2 separate regions of the Urocitellus parryii genome follow, and region 2 is linked to region 1. The links are chromatin contacts, called in public Hi-C maps. All regions are on one chromosome and are shown on one strand. Each heading gives the region's core, a stretch centred on a gene start, on an enhancer-like site or on the middle of the called end of the contact. The rest is flanking DNA. Distances are from core to core; before and after follow the strand shown. Region 1 holds the start of Man2c1 (mannosidase alpha class 2C member 1). Region 2 holds the start of Imp3 (IMP U3 small nucleolar ribonucleoprotein 3).

The links. Hi-C and Micro-C count contacts between places; a contact is called where the count stands out from the background.
Region 2: a Hi-C map of muscle shows a contact between it and region 1, with 4 times the contacts expected there. The contact joins the promoter of Imp3 here to the promoter of Man2c1 in region 1. A contact is called at or near these places in 2 of 2 Hi-C or Micro-C datasets (liver and muscle).

Annotation. Positions count from the first base shown.
Region 1 is chr6:118,332,376-118,337,112 of mUroPar1.hap1, reverse strand. It overlaps Man2c1 (mannosidase alpha class 2C member 1), which reads left to right and starts at 2,051. Exons shown (of 25, transcript XM_077800024.1): 1 at 2,051-2,191; 2 at 2,985-3,108; 3 at 4,133-4,203. The coding sequence starts at 2,094. Sin3a (SIN3 transcription regulator family member A) reads left to right here. Exons shown (of 21, transcript XM_026387773.2): 21 at 1-905.
Region 2 is chr6:118,536,207-118,540,943 of mUroPar1.hap1, reverse strand. Imp3 (IMP U3 small nucleolar ribonucleoprotein 3) reads left to right here and starts at 2,414. Exons shown (of 1, transcript XM_026387822.2): 1 at 2,414-3,401. The coding sequence starts at 2,509. The coding sequence ends at 3,063.

The sequences.
Region 1 (4,737 bases), core at 802-3,301:
AAAGAAATATGCTTTGATGTGCTAGCATAATTGCTCTAGCTTCTTGTGTACCATAGTACTATGTGGCTTCAGATTTAGAACCTATGAACAGATGTATAAGACATTTATTACACTTTTTACCAAAGGGAGTTACCATTGTAGTACTTTTGTGTAAAACTTTGTCTTCTCCTTCACCCCCAACTTTTTTTTTCTTTTTTTTTCCTTTTTCTTTCTTTTTTTTTTTTTTTTTTTTTTTTGTACATAAATAAAGCTTGGTTCTTACTTAAGGAATAAATTCTCAACCCAAGTCCCTTATCCTCACCAGAGAACAGCTGTGAAGCAGTGATTCTGGCTTCAGTTCCTTTTTCAGGGTACAAACAGAATTTTGCTTTAAGTAGTCATTAGTCACTTGCACTCCTCCCAAGTCAAAATACCCAAAAATTTAAAAATAGAATACTTCAATCTTTTAGTATGTATTTCTCTCTTGAAATACTTTTTATATTGGGTGTTTGTTAAGCTATGTAGCTTGTATTTACAACTATTTTTTTTAATCTTCTCCTTATTGGGAATGAGAGTGAACAACTTAAAATACCAAACCAGTATTTGAAAGAAGTATGTATAAGGTATGAGGTACAAGTGGGCTTGGGAGGGAGAGAATTTGATCAATTTCCTTAGCAACTCCAAGTGTGAGATAGATTTTTTTAATCACATAAAATTGGCATACATTTAAACATGAATGATAAGGAATTTTATATGTGAATAACCTTGATTTTCTGAACAAAGACTAACTAGCCCTCAGTCATCTGGTGGGTTTTTTTTCCAGCAACCATCACCCTAATCATACTAGTCACAGTTGTAATCAAGAGTGTTTTGTGTATTTTTTTGTTCACTTTTTAATTAAAAATCCCCAACACCAACACAAAGAAAAAGTTTGGCTCCTGGATTTTCAAAACACAAGGTATATCTCTGTTTTTAGGCTTTGTGTTACAGGGTGACAACAGATGAATGGCAAAAAGAGCCCTGTGGGAGTAGGAGGTTCTAGGTCAAAGCTGGGACAGGTCCTGACTTCTGATCCCCAGTGGGACAAAAAAAACCTTGAGGTTTTCTCAGCAATAATTCACCCATTGCCTTGTGCTCCCCCTCAAGAAAGATAATGACGACTTGGGGCTATGGGGGAAAATTAGCCTCACCCGGTCAGCCACAGGTGTTGCTGCCTCTACACAGTATTGTCCTAAGCACCTAATCACATTTGACATTCTGAGCTTGGTCACATTTATACGTGACTTGCTTTTGAACTGTTGTCAACTTGGTCAGTATTTCCACTAAAATATCAGGGCTAATGTGTATATATTTTACCTTCCGAGTACTTTTGTAGACAAGATTCTAGCAAACCCAGATGGGGGAAGCAGGAAGAATACTAGTTGCTCCAGTACAGTAGGGATGATGAGAATGAAATTACTTCTGGCATTATGGCTTCCATGGACTCTGCAGTCCTGTATGGTGAAATACATTATTGGGATCCCCAATACTCTGATCTGCAATCTCAAATAAAAATTTTTCGTTTCTAATGGTGAACAAGAGTTAGTGGTTGAGATACATGTAGATAATATAAAGCATGGAAGAGAGGCTTATTGTGGTGCAGATCTCTTCCTATTATTTAACATTCTGTCCACTGATCAGGAAAAACCCATCTGGGCGACTTTCCAGGTTAAACAACAATTTTCACCAGAATTGGTGTTGGAAATAGAAAGCAAAGGAATTAAAGTGCTGCTTCACAGCCCTGGGTTTGTAGCAGCTAAGGCTCCCGCTTGTCGTGCTAAATGAATAAGTTGTAAGTCTGTCTCAAGATCCTTATAGAGCTTTTGCCAAGCTTCCCATTTTATTTAGGGATTTACTCTGAGGCCTGCTATCAGAGGAAACTAGAGAGCTTCAAAAACTTAGCTTCTTCTAACCCGAAGTTCAGACAGTGCCTGGGCCCCACAAAGCCGCCGGTGTTCCAAGAAAAGTTGCCCGGGCCGGAAGGCGCCCGTCAGATGCCGGAACCTTTGGTTCCAGGCTGTGGACCGTGCCGGCAACACCCAGAACCTTCCGGGGAGAGGAGGCGGCGGCGCATCATGGCGGCGCCAGCCCTGAAGCACTGGCGCACCACGCTGGAGCGGGTGGAAAAATTCGTGTCGCCTGTCTACTTTACTGACTGTAACCTCCGTGGCAGGTGTGGCCCCTTGCGAGGAGTTGGCCCATTGCACCCTCGTGCTTCAGCCTTACCTTCCAGGAGGAAACGGGCTGTAGCCAGCTGGGTCGCGGGACTGAGTGCTTGCATTGGACAGGGCGGGACTCAACAGGAGATGGGTAGAGGATGGGATGTGATGCGGGGCAGTTCTCATGGCGGTGAGCTGGGGGAAAGCTTGTTTCCCTCACCTGCCGGCTGGCTCACGGGCAGAAAGGGGGTGACCTCAAGCATGCGCCCACCGTCCCCTCCCGCTTAGGCTCTTCGGGGATAGCTGCCCTGTAGCCTCACTCTCCAGCTTCCTGACGCCGGAGAGGCTTGCCTACCAAGAGGCAGTCCAACAGGACTTCAGCCCCGCACATGTCGGCGACACCTTCGGACCCACGTGCGTAAGGCCCAGCCTACGGAAGCCTTTCCAGGCTTGCTCACAACCTTGAGGCAGAGCCGTTCATTGTCTATCCTCTGCCCTAGACAGCTGCTGGGGACAGAGCAGCGCTCTCTGCTGGAAACAGCTCCTTGGTCCCTCAGAGTCTCTATGGAAGAGTTTTCATGCTCTCTGGACACCCCTTATTTTCCTGATCAGGACCCCTGATTCCTCTGCCTCTTTTCCTCACTTTGCTGATCACTGGTTTCTACTTTCTTGGGGCCCAGAGCTGAGTACCTTGTGATGCTTCAGATACTTGGAGGAAGTATCAAACCCCTGCTGACACATAATCCAAGGAAGTATGAGGACAGACAGGACTTCAGTCCTAGGCCCATCAAAATGACTCTCTTGCAGATGGTGGACCTGCTGGTTCAGGGTGGAGCTGAACATCCCAGAGGCATGGGTGGGCCAGGAAGTTCACCTTTGCTGGGAAAGTGATGGAGAAGGCCTGGTCTGGCGTGATGGGGAACCTGTCCAGGTGAGGGTCTCTGCCCTAGAGCCAGGTGTGACCACATTTCAGCTCTGTCTTGAAGGAACAACAGTTAAGGTTTTGCCTGGTACTGGTCTCAGGATTTCAAGACTGGGGAAGTGCCTGCTTGGATACCACTATGGTGGGTCCATAGTTTATAGCAAACTAGTGTTTATCATATGTAGTACATGCATATGGAGGAATTTTCAACAGTTCTAGATAGTATAAAATAAAACAGTTATGTTATTTTCCCCTGAAGTAATAGGTTTCTTCTACTCCCCCATCTCATTCCCTAGATATAACTCTGTAAAGTTTTATATCAGGTTTAGTCTTCGTAATCCTATGTGATAGGTCTTTATGTACATTAAGAAGAAGATACATAGAGGTTTGCTCACTGGTTCACACAACTTCCATTCCAAATTGGCTTGGACTCTGGATCTGGGTTTAGGACTGTCGTTCTTCCTGACCTAAAAGAAGACAGAGCCCTTCCCTCCCTTCACTGGCTTGACAGAGGTCTTCTGGTGCACTGTCTGCTAAGTCTAGGGACACAGAGAACAAAGCAAACCTGTCCCTAACTTCATGGAGTTTACCTTCTGATATTTATTCAAGGTGTGCACAGGTCTCCTAACGCCTGCCCAGAACTCAAGACCATGGGCTTTATTGCTAATAAAAGGTGCTCTTTGGGGCTGGGGTTGTGGCTCAGTGGTAGAGCACTTGCCTGGCATGTGTGAGGCCCTGGGTTTGATTCTCAGCACCGCATATAAATAAATAAATAAAATAAAAAAAGATCTATTTACAACTAAAAATATTTTTAAAAAATAAAATAAAAAAATAAAAAGTGCTCTTTGGGGGTCATGGTGCTGGCTGCCCTAGAGAGTGAGGCACCTACTACCAGGGGTCCCTAATTTGTCAATCTTGGCCTTAATTTGAAGAGAGGAGCTAAGGACCACTTGAGGGAACTTGGCCTCCCTCAATTTATATTTCACTTGAACTATCCAAAGTCCTCAGCCCTCTCTTCTCCCCTCCCTACCAGGGGTTGACCAAAGAGGGTGAGAAAACCAGTTATGTCCTGACTGACAAGCTGGGAGAAGGAGACCCCCGAAGGTGAGTGAATCCCTGTGCCCCATTGATCTAGGAGGAGCAGGGGCCCAAGTAACCTCAAAAGCACCCCTACCTCTAATACATCCATCTTACATAGTTTGTTTTCAGAAAACATGATTTTTTCTTGTGCTAAATACAGAAAAGCACAAAGAAATTAACTTCCATTATCTTATCACCTAGAGATGACCATTATTAACATCTCAGCATTCATATTCTCAGTATTTCAGTAAAAAAAAAAGTTACCGTTGAGATTATATTGCTTCTAAATTTTTACTTGTTTGTTTTTTTATTGCAGTGCTGGGGATTGAACCCAGGGCCTTATGCATACTAGGCAAGCCTCTACCACTGAGCCATACCCCCAGCCCTGCTTTGATACTTTGCATCCTGACTTTTAACATTTCATATCATAATGTGGGATTTTATGATACCATCTGAAAAGCTTCTTAGACATTATTGTATTTTATGTTTATTGAAAGTGTTTCAAATAGTTCCAAACACTGGGAATATGGTGATGATAAACCTAGTTCTCACCAGGCA
Region 2 (4,737 bases), core at 1,165-3,664, 200 kb before region 1:
AATATTTATTTATTTATTAGTTATTGGCGGACACAACATCTTTGTTGGTATGTGGTGCTGGAGGATCGAACCCAGGCCGCACGAATGCCAGGTGAGCGCGCTACCGCTTGAGCCACATCCCCAGCCCCATTTTTTTTTTTTTAAGAGAGAAACAGAGAGAGAGAGAGTCAGAGAGAGAATTTTCATATTTATTTTTTAGTTTTCGGCGGACACAACATCTTTGTATGTGGTGCTGAGAATCGAACCTGGGCCGCACGCATGCCAGGCAAGCGCAATACTGCTTGAGCCACATCCCCAGCCCTCTTTTTTTTTTTTTTTTAATACCTTTATTCTATTTATTCATTTGTATGTGGTGCTGAGGACCGAACTCAGGGCCTCACATGTGCTAGGCAAGCACTCTACTGCTGAGCTATCACCCCAGCCCCAGGGAATTCTTATATATTCCCAAAGGAATATAAATTCATACAATCTTTTTGGAAACAATTTGGCAATATCTACTAAGGTTGACTAGAAACTCTCCTACAATGTATACTGGAAACTACTGCATATGTGCAACATATGACATGTATAAAAATGTTAATGGCAATTTTGCTGAAAACAGTCCCTCCAAAGAAATCCAACAATAACAAAGCCAACAGGAAAATGGATTAATAAATGAGTCAAACAAAGACTATTACACGATAGGGAGAAAAGCAATTACAGCTACACATAACAAACTCCAATCAATGTCTTGTCTTCTATGAAAAACTTCTGAAATATCAGGGTGCACACAAATTAAGATCTTGTTAAAATGAGATTGAGTCTCAGGAATAGGACCTGAGAGTCTGCATTTCCAACAAGCTCTCTGTTGATCCACAGGTTACACTTTGAATAAACTCGGTCTTCAGGTGTGGGGCTTAGAGGTAGAGTGCTTGCCTAGCATGGGTAAGGTTCTGGGTTCCATCCCCAGCACCTAATATTAAATACATATGTGTGAGTGTGTGTGTGTGTGTGTGTGTGTATACATATATTTGTATGTATAATGATGAAAAAAATTTTAAACAAAATAATAAACACAAAATTCAGGAGAAGAGCTGGGCGGAGTGGTGCACATCTGTAACCCCAGCAACTCCGGAGGCTGAGGCAGAAGAATCACAAAGTCGAGAACGGCCTGGTCAATTGAGTAAGAAACTGTTTCAAAATTAAAAAAAAAAAATTAGATGGGCTGGGGAATGTAGCTCAGTGGTAGAGCGCCCCTAAAAAATACCGCCAAAAGAAGCTGGATTAGGTAAATGAAATGGTTCAATTGTTCTGGTGATGTTTACTTAAATATGCTGTTGAGTACACGAGTATGCATTATACACGATAACTTACATGTTACATATGTATTTTCCAGCTAGCAAATACTGCATTAAAAAAAAAAAAGGACAATAAAAACCAAAGTGATCAGAGTAGAAGCTAGATGGCGTCAGAGGCCTAGGTTAAAAGGGAGTTAGTCCCGCAGCGCTCAAATGTAATTTACATATCTAACGAGCTCAAACAGCGTTCAATACTCGGTGGCCAGAAATCCACCCAAGCTAATTCGTTTGAGGCTACACTAAAGGGTTAGGACTTGTACTAACAGTCCAAGTTTCTCAAATTCGCTGTATTTCGTGAAACCACCTGGCACTTGTTAAAAATAAAGATTTCCAGTCAGGCGCAGTGGCACACGCCTGTAATCCCGGCAACTAGATAGGTTGAGTGATGATAGCGAGTTCGAGTCCCGGGCAATTTAGTGAGACCCTATCTCAAAAATAAAATAAGGGTTGAGGATATATCTCCGTGGCAGAGCACCCCAGGTTCAATACCCAATACCACGGGGCTGGGGAGGGAGGAGAAAAAATTAAAAATACAGGATTTGCAGACAGTTCCGCAATAGATTCCGATCTTATCAGTGTAGGAAGTGGCCAGGGAATCCGCATGCCATAGGTTTAGTGCAGTCCAGCCCTATTTGGCAAGGAGAAACCGCTCTGCTCGCCCGGTGAAAGACCTAGCAGTCGCAGGCGAAAGACTGACTGCTCGGTCAGCCTCCGCCGCAGGGTAGTCGCGAGCGCAGTGAACCCAACTTAAAGAGGCGGTCATCACTCCCCTCCCGCGGAATTGGCCCCCCCAGGTTTTCGGGGAAAGCCTCTGCTGAGAGTCCCCAAAGGGTAGAAATCTGAGAGAAAATTGTTACTGCACTAGAGGATGCATTCTCGGTTACTATGATGCCCAAGGTCGCCCCTGGATTCTCCTTCACTACCCACCAGGGGCACTTCTCACGCCTCCCCCCACCCCGGCCGCCCACGAGAACGACACAAGAAACGCGAGATACCGATGCAAAGGTGTGGCCCAACTCTGACCAATGGGGTTGGGGGGCGTGGCTTCTAGCCTTTCTTTCATTGGCCCAGGGCCTTCCAGAAACTCGGTATTCAGGCGTCGCTGCGGTAGTCGCTCGGGCGTCTGAACGCGCTTTCAATTTAGCTTGTCCCTCTTTCGGCTGCCGCCATCATGGTGCGGAAGCTTAAGTTCCACGAGCAGAAGCTACTGAAGCAGGTGGACTTCCTGAACTGGGAAGTCACTGACCACAACCTGCACGAGTTGCGCGTGCTGCGGCGTTACCGTCTGCAGCGGCGCGAAGACTACACCCGGTACAACCAGCTGAGCCGCGCGGTGCGCGAGCTGGCGCGGCGACTGCGCGACCTCCCCGAGCGTGACCCGTTTCGCGTGCGTGCCTCTGCCGCCCTTCTGGACAAGCTGTATGCTCTCGGTCTGGTGCCGACGCGCGGATCGCTCGAGCTCTGCGATTTCGTCACAGCCTCATCCTTCTGTCGCCGCCGCCTTCCCACAGTGCTCCTCAAACTGCGCATGGCACAGCATCTCCAGGCTGCCGTAACTTTCGTGGAGCAGGGCCACGTGCGTGTCGGCCCGGACGTGGTTACCGATCCCGCCTTCCTTGTCACTCGCAGCATGGAGGATTTTGTCACCTGGGTCGACTCTTCCAAGATCAAGAGGCACGTGCTGGAATACAATGAGGAGCGCGATGACTTTGATTTGGATGCCTAGCAGATCTCGCCGCGTCTGCCTTTTACAGATGAGAAAGTTGAAGCCTCATACTGGAGATTCTGAATGCCCTTGCCAAGAGCACCGGTCTTGGGTTCTTAAAAACTTGGCTTCTTAATTGCAGGTCACAGTAGCGGGAGTGAGGAAGTTTGTTCCTGTTTTCCAGGACATTTTCTTAGAACTTGGATCACTGACTATTAAATGACTACCTTGGGAGACAGTGGGGATTGTTAGCTGTTTTTGCCTGAAGCATTGTGTAAAAGCTGTAACGTTGCCTTCTCCTCCCTTTCCTTTATCAGTTTGTACTAGGAATATTTGGTTCAATTTATTTAACTCAAGTATTTGTTCCTGATCGTCATTAACCTGTGTACATATGGAGAGTTTGGGCTCAAGTTCGCATAAAATGGGTTGAGACTTTTCACTTGTAATCCCAGCTACTCTGGAGGTTGAGGCAGGAGGATCGTAAGTTGGAGGTCAGCCTGGGGGCTAGGACAAATTAAAAAAAAATAATAATGCTTGCCTAGAATTTGCTAAACCCTGGGTTCAATCCTCAGGCAAAAGAAAAAAAGAAAAGACTTTAGTGTTAAGAGTTCCTTTCCTCCTGTAAAGAAACACTTTCCCTAGTACCAATAAATGGCCCAACCACTTTGTAAATGCAACTTTTCTTATAGTTTTCTTACATTGGGATGACCTTATCTATAGATCTTCCTGTCCCAAGAATCCAGAGGGGTAGGATCACCAGTGGTCCATCTGTGGGTGAGGTCTGCAGTGGGCCACAAGTGGAGCTGCAGGATGTTGTACAGGACTGGACAAATTTGCTGCTTTACCAGTCAGTTCCTTGGAATGAATGTTTTGGCAGAGCTCTTCTCTGCAGGACTTCCTGTTGATATCCCAACCCCAGGAAATCTTGTATTAGAGGGCTGAAGCATTTGCTTGCCTAAGGAAATAATCACCCTGTAACGTGACCATCTAGCGGTTAGAAGTGGCCCAATAGGTTCCTGGAAACATGTTTTTAGGAGGGATAGAGCTGTGCTTAGCCATCCCATGTGCTCAGTCCCCCCCCTCAAAAAAAATGGAGTGGTAGAAAATTAAAAAGGAGAGTAGAGAGCATACCAAATTTTACCCTGGACTTCAAAAAGGAAAATAAGTAGAATGCTGAGGCTAGTAGGTGGGCTTTTACATATGCCTTCAGTTCTCCAGGTGTGAGGCAGCATTTAGTGAAGAAACAAGGTGGTGACATGAGATGATAATCACAAATGCTTCTATATGATACATAGTTGTAAGTGTATTATATTAACCCATTTACTTCTCCCAACAATCCTATGATATGGGGAGATTCAATTATTCTCCACTTTTCAGATGAAGGGAATTGCAGCAGAGATCGGTCAAAACATTAAGATTGTATGGCCATAGTGTCAGACTGGAATCATAATCTTTTATAAGAGACTATCAATGGGATTGGGGATGTAGTTCAGTGGCAGAGTGCTTGCTGAGTATGCAAGAGGCCCTGGGCTGCATTGCAAACAAACAGAAAAAGAGACTATCAGTGTCAGATCAACTGGTCCTTAGGAGTGAGTCGGTTTAAAGAGTCTCTAAACTTAAGTTTCCAAGTCAGCACAGAAAACCAGCAGCATTAGGCAATGTGATTGATCTCACCAAATTGCTGTTTTAAAGGGC